3 separate regions of the Zea mays genome follow, and all the other regions are linked to region 3. The links are chromatin contacts, called in public Hi-C maps. All regions are on one chromosome and are shown on one strand. The core of a region is the stretch at or near the end of the contact, and the rest is flanking DNA. Distances in the headings are between cores, read along the strand shown.

What was found. A called contact is a pair of places that touch in the nucleus more often than the background predicts.
Region 1: a Hi-C map of tassel shows a contact between it and region 3, with 3 times the contacts expected there. The contact joins the enhancer-like site here to the promoter of LOC542371 in region 3. A contact is called at or near these places in 2 of 25 Hi-C or Micro-C datasets (ear and tassel).
Region 2: a Hi-C map of endosperm shows a contact between it and region 3, with 4 times the contacts expected there. The contact joins the promoter of LOC100281427 here to the promoter of LOC542371 in region 3. A contact is called at or near these places in 11 of 25 Hi-C or Micro-C datasets (bundle sheath, ear, endosperm and 4 more).

Annotation. Positions count from the first base shown.
Region 1 is chr2:56,861,290-56,865,191 of Zm-B73-REFERENCE-NAM-5.0, forward strand. No RefSeq gene overlaps it. Among protein-coding and RNA genes, the nearest start is that of LOC103646480, 5.3 kb to the left of the region's middle. Within about 2 kb of position 2,207, at least 14 of the 20 cell types and tissues checked have an H3K27ac peak or open chromatin away from gene starts, as enhancers often do. A contact at or near this core is called in ear and tassel, where this site is marked.
Region 2 is chr2:56,902,664-56,906,395 of Zm-B73-REFERENCE-NAM-5.0, forward strand. It overlaps LOC100281427, which reads left to right and starts at 1,815. Exons shown (of 8, transcript NM_001368010.1): 1 at 1,815-2,098.
Region 3 is chr2:56,708,527-56,712,056 of Zm-B73-REFERENCE-NAM-5.0, forward strand. LOC542371 (extensin) reads right to left here and starts at 1,559. Exons shown (of 2, transcript NM_001111947.2): 1 at 323-1,559; 2 at 1-155. The coding sequence starts at 1,490. The coding sequence ends at 372.

The DNA.
Region 1 (3,902 bases), core at 957-3,456, 150 kb after region 3:
AACACTGAGAAAATACTTTTGCAATAGCAGCTGCTATTCCCTTACCTTCATCGGTAGTCAAGGAAAATGGTAACCTACTATCCATTGCTGTCAACCACGTCTCAAAAAATCCACTCCTCGCCCATCTTGTCGTCGGGCTCGGCAGCCTGGTCGTCGGCCTTGGCAGCGGAGGTAGGTTCTTGGGGCTACCGCTGAGGCACCGATACGTGACCAGTGCCGCGCTCTGGACCACCCACGCCGAGTACTGGCCCTTCACGCGAGCATAATCCGGGGTGAGGCCAGATCCGTGGATGGCAAGGCCGATCCGGGGAAGAGGTGGAGGTCCCTTCCATGGAGACCGAGCGGGGTTTAGGGATGACGCGAGCATCACGGACGCCTTCCATGGAGAGCGTGGATGCGGACGCGGATCCAGGGCGGAAGGTGGCTGGGACACGGATCTGAGGCGGACGCGCTTGTCGAGGGTGCGGGGGAGGGAGCTTGCCGAGGGCGCAGAGGGAGCTTGTCGCGACATCCTCGGTGTGGACGCGCCGAGATTGCCGCGGGGGAGAGGACGCTTGCCGCGGAGTGCTTGCCGAGGGCGCGGGGGAGATTGTCGCGGAGGAGGGGGCGTCTACCGAGGGGCTGAGATTGCTGCGGGGGAGACGGCGCCTGCCCAGGGCTCGGGTTCGAGGGTGGGGATCCGCGCGGAGGAGGGGGCGCCTGCCAAGGGCCCGTGATGGCGGACCGGTTCTGCTCCTCGAGCGAGAGGTTGAGCAGCGCGGTGACTGTGCTCTCCTGCGCCATGGGTCGGTGCTCCGAAGCAGCGGCACGAGCGCCGGGATGGCGCCCGACACGCCGATCTGCTCGCGGATGTCGGAGCGATGCTTCGCCAGCACCCGCACGCATGCTAGCACGAACGACTCCATGTGCTCCAGCGGAGCAGCGTCCGCCGACAGATCCATGGACTCGAGGTCGTTCAGATCCACGGCGGCCGCGTCCGGCACGTCGGATCTGAGCGCCGCCCCCGTCGTGGCAGCGAGGCGCTCGAGCTCGCCGGAGATGTCGGAGTTGAAGCCGTGGATCGCTTTCCACCAATCGCCAATCGCGGCGTGTGTGACGGGCGTGGTGCAGACGCGCGACGCGAGATCCAGGGGACAGCACGGAGGCGGTTGGAGAGGCTGGGGCGAGGATCCAGGGGACGGCGCAGTGAGGGGGAGAGGAGGGCGACGCAGTGAGGGGGAGAGGAGGAGGTGGCGGCGTAGTGAGGGGAGAGGAGGAGGAGGTGATTGCGTAGGGGCGCGGCGAGATTTCCGGACGCAGGGGCGTGGAACGAAGGCAGAACCGTGCACCACACCGGGTGGACGTCTACACTACTATCTTATAGAGTAGTATAGAATCAGGACAATACCCGTATGGTATAGTCAGGACAAAAGCCATACACTCATTGTACGTAGTAGAAGGTAGCAGAGAGATGGGAGAAGCATATCCATCAATGCATATCCATATGGTAACGACTGACTAGTGGGATGGGATTTGTACGAATGTATTCGGAATCCTATCCTATCGCATCACACTCCAATCATATCCCGGCGCAGAGGCGCAGAGCCGATTCCGGTCTGATTAAAAAGCTCCGAATCCCACGTATCGTGCCCTCATCCCATCGTTAACAACAAACAGCCAAGCTTGATACGGGTCCCCGTCTCGATCGCTCGAAGTTGGCTGGCCCAGGCCTAAACGAATCCTTTGGATTTGGATCTGGATCCTTCGATGCCCCGGTGCATGATCGTGTGCGCGCAGCCCCAGAGCCCGAAAAGTGGTCATTTGTCAAGCCCGCCCGCGAGAGCCTGGTACTCTGGTCGCCCGTCCCGATCCCACCCCATGTGCTCTAAGGCCTCGCGGGCGTGGACTTTGCACGTAAAGAACACGAGCCACTTGACCTGCAGACTGCAGTTCCAACTCCCAACTTGTGCAGCACTCCGCTCTCGCCCCGCGGCCGCCGCATCCAATCATGCGTGGCGTGGCGGAGGATTCCCCAGTCGGCAAAGCGCAGTGCGTCGTGCAATCACCAGGCAGCTGGCGCTGGGCATGGTGGTACATTTTAGCACTGGCAGAGTGGCAGAGATTCGTCGTCGTGGTTTGTATGTCGAGCACGTTCAGCGCGACCAGCCTCGGCTGAGCAACAGCTCCTGTTCGTGCGGCGAACCGCAAGGCGGACGGGCGGGCTTCCCTTTGTCTACTGGGCACGCGCGCGTCGTCGTCGACTGGATTGGACTGGACTGGACTGACCAACCAACCACGGCGCGTCGGTCGGCGGCGTAAAAAAGTAGCGTCGCCGGCCGGACAACTTTTCGGAGTTAATGCGCTGGGATCCTCGCGAAAAAGGTGCGGAGATCTTCGTGGCGATGCTTGGCCCGGTGGAGTGGAGCAGCACATGCATGCTCGGCCGCGTTGTTTGGAGGACAGCCTTTGACTTGAGTACGTAGTGACATGCATCCAGACTTTAGTAATCCTCCTACTATAGTTAAGCTTAACCAACGGGTTTCTTTGCCACTTGCGGCTGCATGTTTGTTGGTTAAGCTAGGAATGAGATATGATATACTATTCCCTTGTGTGTGTGATTGGGGTTGGGGCTTGCGAGTTATATCTCTTATGTTTCTTGTTCCTCCGAGTCTCACACGAACAACCACATCTTTGTTGAGCGTGTACCCCTAGCTATAGGTATAGATGGTCATTTGGCACTAACACGACGGGCCAATCCAGACACGACACAAAAAGCACGGCCCAGACATGACCTGGTCCAACTAGTATACTATAGTGCCGTGTCTGGACCACCATCTCGACCCGTAGTACTGGCACGGGCACGACACAATTACATTTTTTATTTTAAAAATAATAAATTACATATATTTAGCATAATAATTCACCATATCTCTACTAATAATTAAGATCCCTCTGTAAACCGCCCCCGCCCCCTACAACCCCGCGCCCACCTCCACCCACCTCCGCATGCCTGCGCGCGCCGGAAACGTCGCCCCCAAATCCGCTCACCACCGCCCACATCCGCACGACTGCGCGCGCCGGAAAACTCGCCGCCTCAGTCGCCTACCTCCGCCCACCTCCGCACGCCTCGATCCCAAGCCGCAGTCCCGCCTCAGTCCGCCGCGAAATCTGCGATGCCGCCCTACCACCATCCCCACGCCGCGCCGCAAGCCCGCCGAGACCGCCGCGAAAGCCGCTCGCACGCCGCGAACCGCCCGCGCCGACCATTGCCACATGCCTCAAACCAAGCCGCGGCCCTTGGCGAACCACCCTAACACCCGCCCTAACGCCAGCACGCGCGCAATCCCGCAAATCCCGTCGTGCGCCACTGCAGCCACCTCAAATCCGTTGCGGCGTCCATTGAGGCGGGACAAACTCCCTAATCCTACTCACTACGCCTTACATTGATCATATCCCCGCATGCCAACATCCTCTTTCCCCTAACTTCCCAAACCCCCGTCCCTGGAGGATCCAAAGGAAAAGGAGCTTGGCCCTCTGCCGTAGAGGGAGGAATACTAATATTGCTTCGGTCGCGGGTGCCTCAACCAAGGTATGCCATGCGTTCTCCTTCCAGATTTGTTAATCCGCGTCCCTAGCGCAGATAAATTCATGTCAAACTTAGAATGAGTACGGGACCTTCTTTTCTAGGGGAAATTCCTTTAGAATTTAAATACCCAAGGTTGTAAGGTATGTGCAAGGACATGTATGTTCTTGTACAAGAGCAGGTCATGCGGCTTGAGAGGGATGCAGTGCTATGTATTTTGGACAACTATAGAAACTTTACTGTTAATTCGTTAATAGATGATGCCAAAAGCTGCATTACATGCTTCCAAGATTTTCAGAAAGAACTCCAAGATAAACAATGATTAGTTCTATGTTACCTG
Region 2 (3,732 bases), core at 565-3,064, 190 kb after region 3:
CGGCGCCGTAAAAGAAGCATGAGATCGGTCAACACTGAGAAAACAATTTTAAGTTTTAAAAGTTTTTATATATAAAAAAGATAAACTCCAACAAAGTCGTTGCCGACGAAGAATCGCCGGATCGGCGACATTGCAGTTGCATGTTGCCGAACTTTTCGGAGTTAATGCACAGATATCCATGCAAAAGGCGTCGAATCCTTCTACAGTAGTAGACTAGTAGTAGGCATTAACGAATCCATTCCCCCCCCCCCCCCCCCCCCCCCCCCACCCCCACCATCTCATATCTTCCTTTGCAACCCAACTCCTGGCAAGTTCACGGCCACATGTTCAGGCGTTGTTTACATGGTGTGGGGGCAGAAGAGACAAAGTACGCCTCTTTTTTTATATAAAAAATAAGAAGGAAGAACTACGAAGCGAGGCTTTGACTTTGCTTCTCATACGCATACTGCATACATAGGGCTTAAGCAATGCTATTCCTTCAGTTGGTTACAGTAACAAGAGCACTCCCGAATCCCGATACTGACGATCTGTCTATTCTGTTCGTTGGTTTGGTGTTCCAAGCCTTAGTTAAACGTGTACTACTATAAATTGGTACAGTAGGCGTCAGTAGCTAGGGTCATCTGCAGCGCAGGCCTTAACCTTTACCCCGAGTCCCCGACCGTGTCCGTGGCTGCGACGGCCGGGGCAGCAGACCCTGCCTCCTGAATCCGGACCAGCGACCGCCGGGCGCCGGCTGCCCGGCCGGCCGGCCGGCTGGCAGCCTGGCACCTGCTGCTCGCTTCTCCTGTCACAGCACCAATTGTTCAACTCAGGTGCGCAGCGCAATTGTTCCCCACTTGGCACTTGTTTTTGGTTTGCTGAATTATGTTCAGCCCATTTGGCAACATGTTACAAATACCGAAGCAGCAAACTAGAAGGCCAGCACCACCAAAGCCAGGGAACTTTTGGCTTGCTAATCAATCAATCAGAGTATGCTCGTAAACTGCTGGATCATACATACAGCAGTATCTCGGTTCATTGTTGGGCTTAATCTCTATATGTTAACATAAACAGCACCTGGAAGAGAAAAAAAAAGAATGCTACTAGTGCACACCATTCCGTTTCCCGTGTAAAGTGCTGCTAGCTAGTTAGTGTGCCCGTGGTAGCCTGGTAGGAAGAACAATCGGCAAAAGCGTGACCTTGCTTGCCCCGTGCTCGGATGCAAAAGTATGTATTCATTCATGTCCTTTGACAGCCTAAAAAGTGGGTTCGGTCATCAGGACTCGGCAGAGCTGGGAGACGACGACGGTGGGCGATTCGTGACTTGATTTAATCCAGGCCACTAGTTCCCTTCTTCCACCACCACATGCACCTGTGATGCGATGCAGTCTGGACTACTTGCACACGGGGATCACGCTTTATTTCGTCTGCAGGATGGATCAGTGCTTCGGATGCCTTGCGCTGTTTTTTTTTTGTATGGTGAGATGCCAACAAGTATGTAGTAACGTAAGGTTCCAGTAACTTTTCTGGCTCCTTTTTTATCTGAACCAGTGCCCTGCCCTAGCGAACGACATGTCGCTGCTGGTACGACCTCGTCGCCTTTCGTCAATTTTTTTTTTATCTGATGACGAAAGGACATGCTCTGATAGGGAGAAGAGTCGTAGCACAGGAATCCAGGGGCCGGCGAGCCGGCCCACCCTGGCCCGAGTCCGGCCCCGAGAAAGCGACGCCACGCGGCCAATTGGAAGACCGCGTCGGGGGTCAGCCCACGCCCGCCCAGCATAATAAGAGCGCCTGCCAATTGAGAGACGGAGACAAAACGCCCGCCTTGGAAACCAAGACCACCAGAGACGACGGACGGACGGACGGAGACCGGAGCAAACGAGGCGGCCGGGGTCCGGAGCAGAGGACGCGTCCAATACTACAACAGGAGCGCCCGATCCTTCCCATCCCCCAAGCTCGCCCGCCTCCGATTCCCGCTGTCCTGTCCCCTCCAAACACCCTCCCGCCGAAGGCCTCCGATCCAGGCCGCAACCGGGATGGCGCGTGCCGGCGGGAGGAGGTCGGCGGCGGCGCCGGCGGCTTCGGGAGAGCCCTCCGTCGAGTGCTCTCGCGGCGGGTGAGTGCCGTGCCTCTGAATTCTCGGTGCTCTCTCTTCCGTTTTAGGCGCCGCGATCCGCTTTGGCTTCTCCGCTCCGCCCGTCTGGTTTTTTTGTTTTTTTTTGTTTTTGTTTTTTTACCTACCATCTCGATCGGTTTGGTTGCGCGCGTGAGTGATTGGAACGGTTCGAGCTGCTCCGAAAGAGCACCGTCGCGGCGCGTCGCCCACATTTGATTCACATCAAATACAGAGTGGTGAGTACTACCCAATACCATGCAAAAATAAGCCCCGGATACCAGCGCTGGATTTTAGGGGAAAAAGTCGCCCTGACCCCTGACTCCGCGCGCCTCCGTTTTCGCTTTCGAATTTCTGTCGGGTCGGGTCGGGTCGGGTCGGGAATGGACCTAGAGCGGCGTCGCCCTTTCGAACGGAAGCCGTAGCCACATTTATTATTAACACATCCTCCTCCGGTTGGGACTGGGAGGACCGGAGGCCGAATTGTATTGGCGCGGTGACCCGCAGAGCACATGCAACCGAACCAAGCGCTTCGCCTTCTGTTCATATTCTGTCAAACAATCCAACGCTACCAGTAGTCAATTATTTCGGTTCACGGAAGGGTATCTAAACTTGTGTTGTTGTTGTTGTTGTTTTTTTGAGACTTCGACTCTGCATTTCTGCATATATGTAGGAATTAGGTTCTGCCGTAATTTTGTTTCTCTCTCCACCGGAGCAGTTCCTCTGGACTGAAAGGCCGCAACTTTAGTGGCCATGTAGTACTACTACGCGGGAAGAGCGAGCGAGCGGAGTTTAAGTTTACTACGCCCCTACGCCTGCCGGCCGGGCCGCGTAGAGCCGCAGACGCGTAGAGCCGCCGGCAGGCCCCCCTGCTCCCCCCCCTCCCCGCTTTCCCATCCACGGTACGCTACGGCACAGTGCGCGGGGCGCGGCAGAGGCTGTTTTTTTTTTATTACGGGACACTACCCTAGTCGAGAGAATCCTTTTTTTTTTACTTCCGAGCGTCTTCATTGTCGCTAGCCTTTCCGCGCTGTTTTTCGCTGCTGCTCCTCCAGTTTCTCGGGATCCGTGTGGGTTGTTGTTGCTCCGTCCGTCCGGTGGGATTCCCTATGTGCGGCGGCTTCAGGTGTACGGGTGTCGAGTTGTTGCCTTGGTGGTGAGCATCGTCAGGAGTGCACGACAGAGGCCGGGTCGGGGATTAAGGTTAACCTCGGCCGCCATATTAGTTTAGTGGTGGTTAGCCTTGTGCTTTCTTTTCGTTTGCTTTGTTCTTGACAACCTGTGTCAGTTCACAGTTGTGGGCCTGGTGAGCACTGCTGTATTTACTAGCAATTGCTTTGATTTGCTTGAAATGGCAGTGGTTTGCATTGCTCCGCGAGTGAGGATTTTCAGTTCGGTCTGAGTATCTTGCTATATGCTGCCGCGCTTTTGGCCCATCTCGGCGAACTTTCCTCTCGTCATTCGTGGTACTGTAAACAGTGAACTGCTTTCGGCGAACTGCTTCCGAACTAAACTTTTTTGGGTATCTCTTGTTTTGCAGTACCATTTTATGCAGACCTTCATACTTTGCTTTGTGTATACCTTTTTTTTGAGTAATTGACCTAGCTACATCATCCTGCTTTGCTTAATAGTCCTAC
Region 3 (3,530 bases), core at 309-2,808:
TTCTCTCCTCGATCGTCTAGCGGGGACGGATGGATGGCAGCACACAAAGAGGGTAGTAGTAGGACTAGGGCGTAGGACTCGCCTCTCATCATCATCATCAGCAGGTCACCTTTGCCGGCTGGCTAGGACACAATTCTTCCATCGATCGAGACCACCTGTCCCAACACAAAAGAAAAGGAGAGCCTATGGTTAGTGCCAGACTATGCCAGGAGATCAGTATGATACTGACGATACATTTGACACAAGCATACTAAATGTATGTAGTGTGCATGCATATTGCATGCTCCATTCTTGTACCGTTGTACGTAGTATTAGTACGTACCTAAATGCTCCAGAGACTGACAGCAGTGTGGTATGGTAGGCATCGGTTTCTAGTAGTAAGGTGGCGGCGGGCTGGGGGTGTGAGACACCGGCGGCGTCGGAGTGTAGGTGGGCGGCTTGGTGGCCGGCGGCTTCGGTGTGGGAGTGTACGTCGGTGGGGTCGGCTTGGGCGTGGGAGGCTTGGTAGCCGGTGGCTTGGGGCTTGGAGTGTACGTCGGTGGGGTCGGCTTGGGTGTCGGAGGCTTGGGGGAAGGCGTGTACGTCGGCGGGGTCGGCTTAGGTGTCGGAGGCTTTGGGGAAGGGGTGTACGTCGGTGGGGTCGGCTTGGGCGTCGGGTGTGTGGGAGGCTTGGGGCTTGGAGTGTACGTCGGCGGGGTCGGCTTGGGCGTCGGAGGCTTGGGGGAAGGGGTGTACGTCGGCGGGGTCGGCTTGGGTGTCGGAGGCTTGGGAGAAGGGGTGTACGTCGGCGGGGTCGGCTTGGGCGTGGGAGGCTTGGTAGCCGGTGGCTTGGGGCTTGGAGTGTACGTAGGCGGGGTCGGCTTAGGTGTCGGAGGTTTGGGGGAAGGGGTGTACGTCGGTGGGGTCGGCTTGGGCGTCGGAGGCTTGGTAGCCGGTGGCTTGGGGCTTGGAGTGTACGTAGGCGGGGTCGGCTTAGGTGTCGGAGGCTTGGGAGAAGGGGTGTACGTCGGCGGGGTCGGCTTGGGCGTGGGAGGCTTGCTAGCCGGTGGCTTGGGGCTTGGAGTGTACGTCGGCGGGGTCGGCTTAGGTGTCGGAGGTTTGGGGGAAGGGGTGTACGTCGGAGGAGTGGGAGTGGGTTTGTGGGGCGTAGGGGCGGGAGTGTATGTGGGTGGCGTCGGCTTGGGGGGCGTCGGGGTGGGAGTGTACGTCGGCGGCGTGGGTTTGGGGCTCGGGGTGTACGTGGGCGGCGTCGGCTTGTGCTCCTTGGGCGGCTTCTCCGGCTTGGGCCCGTGCTCCTTGGGCGGCTTGTGCTCCTTTGGCGGCTTCTCCGGCTTGGGCCCCTTGGTGGGGGGCTTCTCCGGCTTCGGGGTCGGGGTGGCCGGCGTCGGCGTCGGGGTGTACCCGTACCCGGCGTCGGCCTGGATCTCCACGGCCAGGCTCACGGCCACCAGGGCCAGCAGCAGAGCAGCCCTGCCGCTGCCACCCATCATCCTCTCTCTCTCACACACTCTCAGTAACTGCAAGCTCTTCTGGTTGGCTCTAGCTGGCCAATGGCGCAGTGGTGGTCTGAGGAGAGACGCTCACCCTGCCACTGCTTATATACACGGAGGAAGGGGTGGGGTGGGGGCCTCGGATGCCCTCTGGGCTCTCGTGACGCCCTTCGACGGAGAGGAGGAGGAGAGAGAGAGGGCACTGCGGCGAGAGAGAGGCATTCAGGCAAGCCATGTGGGGGCAGCACGGGAGGCTTCCCCGATGGTCACTCGCTTCGCTTGCATTGGGGTTCACCGGCACCGCTCACTGGTCCAGCACGGGCCAGTCTGAACCTGCATGTTGACGAATGGAATGGATAGAGCCGGGCGGGCACTTGGTGGAGCAGGTGGATTTACATCGTTTGCATCTACAAGTAGTTCCCACAATACTCACGTTATTGTGTGCATTCACTCCGCCTTGCACTGAAGTAGCAGAGAGTGAGACCTGTACACAAGAAGAGCCGCCATGTGCTGCTCGCCGAGATCAAACGACGTGGATCGATCAAGCTGAACGGCAGATCAGATAACGATCCGCTGGGAAAGATAATACTACTACCTTCGCCTATGAATAAATTAGATTTATAGAGTTATTATGGCATGTACAACATCATTTAATATGAACTCTCTCGAGAGATCTACCTTCTCGGCTAGATTCGTCGTCTCTTTGACCGGATCGCCGTCTGGATCCGTCAATGTCGAGGCCTTTCTGGTCGGATCCATCGTTACCCCTTCTATTACGCCACAGGCGCGGCTAACATTACTGGTGCAGACGTGTGCGCTGCCGCCGGCCTCTGAATAAATTAGATTTATAAAGTTATCGATCAAGCTGAACGGCAGATCAGATAACTATCCGTTGGGAAAGATAATACTACTACCTTGCCTCTGAATAAATTAGATTTATAAAGTTATTAGGGCATGTACAACCTCATTTAATATAGAGTCTACCTTCCCAGCTAGATCCGTCGTCTATTTAACCGGATCGCCGTCTTGCCGGTTGGATCCGTCGATGTCGTGGCCTTCCTGGCCGGATCCATCATTACCCCTTCTATTCCATCGCGAGCGCGGCCACCATAACGGTGCAGACGCGTGCGCTGCCGCGGGGCTCCTCGACGTCCAGACGATCGAAGAAGCAAGAAGGTCACCCTGGTGCTAATTTTTATGTCGCCCAGCCGATCGTTGACGCTTGAACATCGACCCCTACCAAAGAATAGGCTACTGCTGCGTGTCTCCCGACCACGACCACCTCGACTTCGGCTATCTCGGCATCCAGGGGCTATCATTTCCTCGAAGTCCACACATCGGCAACATTCACACCCTCATCACGCTACGATTGCAGGGGTATCAACTCGTCGGCTTCTACCTTCGGCTTCTACTACAGTCTCATCGTGTGTGGTGCCCCCGTTGCGACTGCTGAAGGATGTTAGACTGTATGTGGAGGGGCGGGCACCACTGTTGGGCTACCGACCCATTAGGATTAGGGCTATGCAATATAATAAATCAATCGCTTCACAGTCCAACATTATCCTGTTAACTTTGAGATTCAGATTTATTTTTTTAACGGTGGAATTGTTCCAAAGTTGCCTTTTTTTCAAATGTTTTTTTCTTTTTTTTCATTATGATGGCATGCATAAGGGGAAAGTGGAACAATGTGTTCGACCTGAGATACAAGCAGTGAATTAATGAATCGAGAGATCTGGTTGGATCTGAACAAGACACTTGCCTTTAGGAATAGTAGTAGATCACCAGAGCGCTTAAGAACGAGGGCCCAGCTAATTAGATGCATTGCTACGCTTGTGTGCATTTCGGCTCTTGATTTTTTACCTTTACCCAGAGCATTTCACCGTGTTCTGCAACATGAGAAAAGCTGCAGAAATTTTGGGGGTACTGCAGCACTGACACCCACCCACTCATTCTGCAAGGAGCTGATGTAAAAAGGGCTTAAGGCCAGGGACGAACGAACACAAGTATACGCGGTTGCGCAGAAAGGAAATGGGGGAGGAC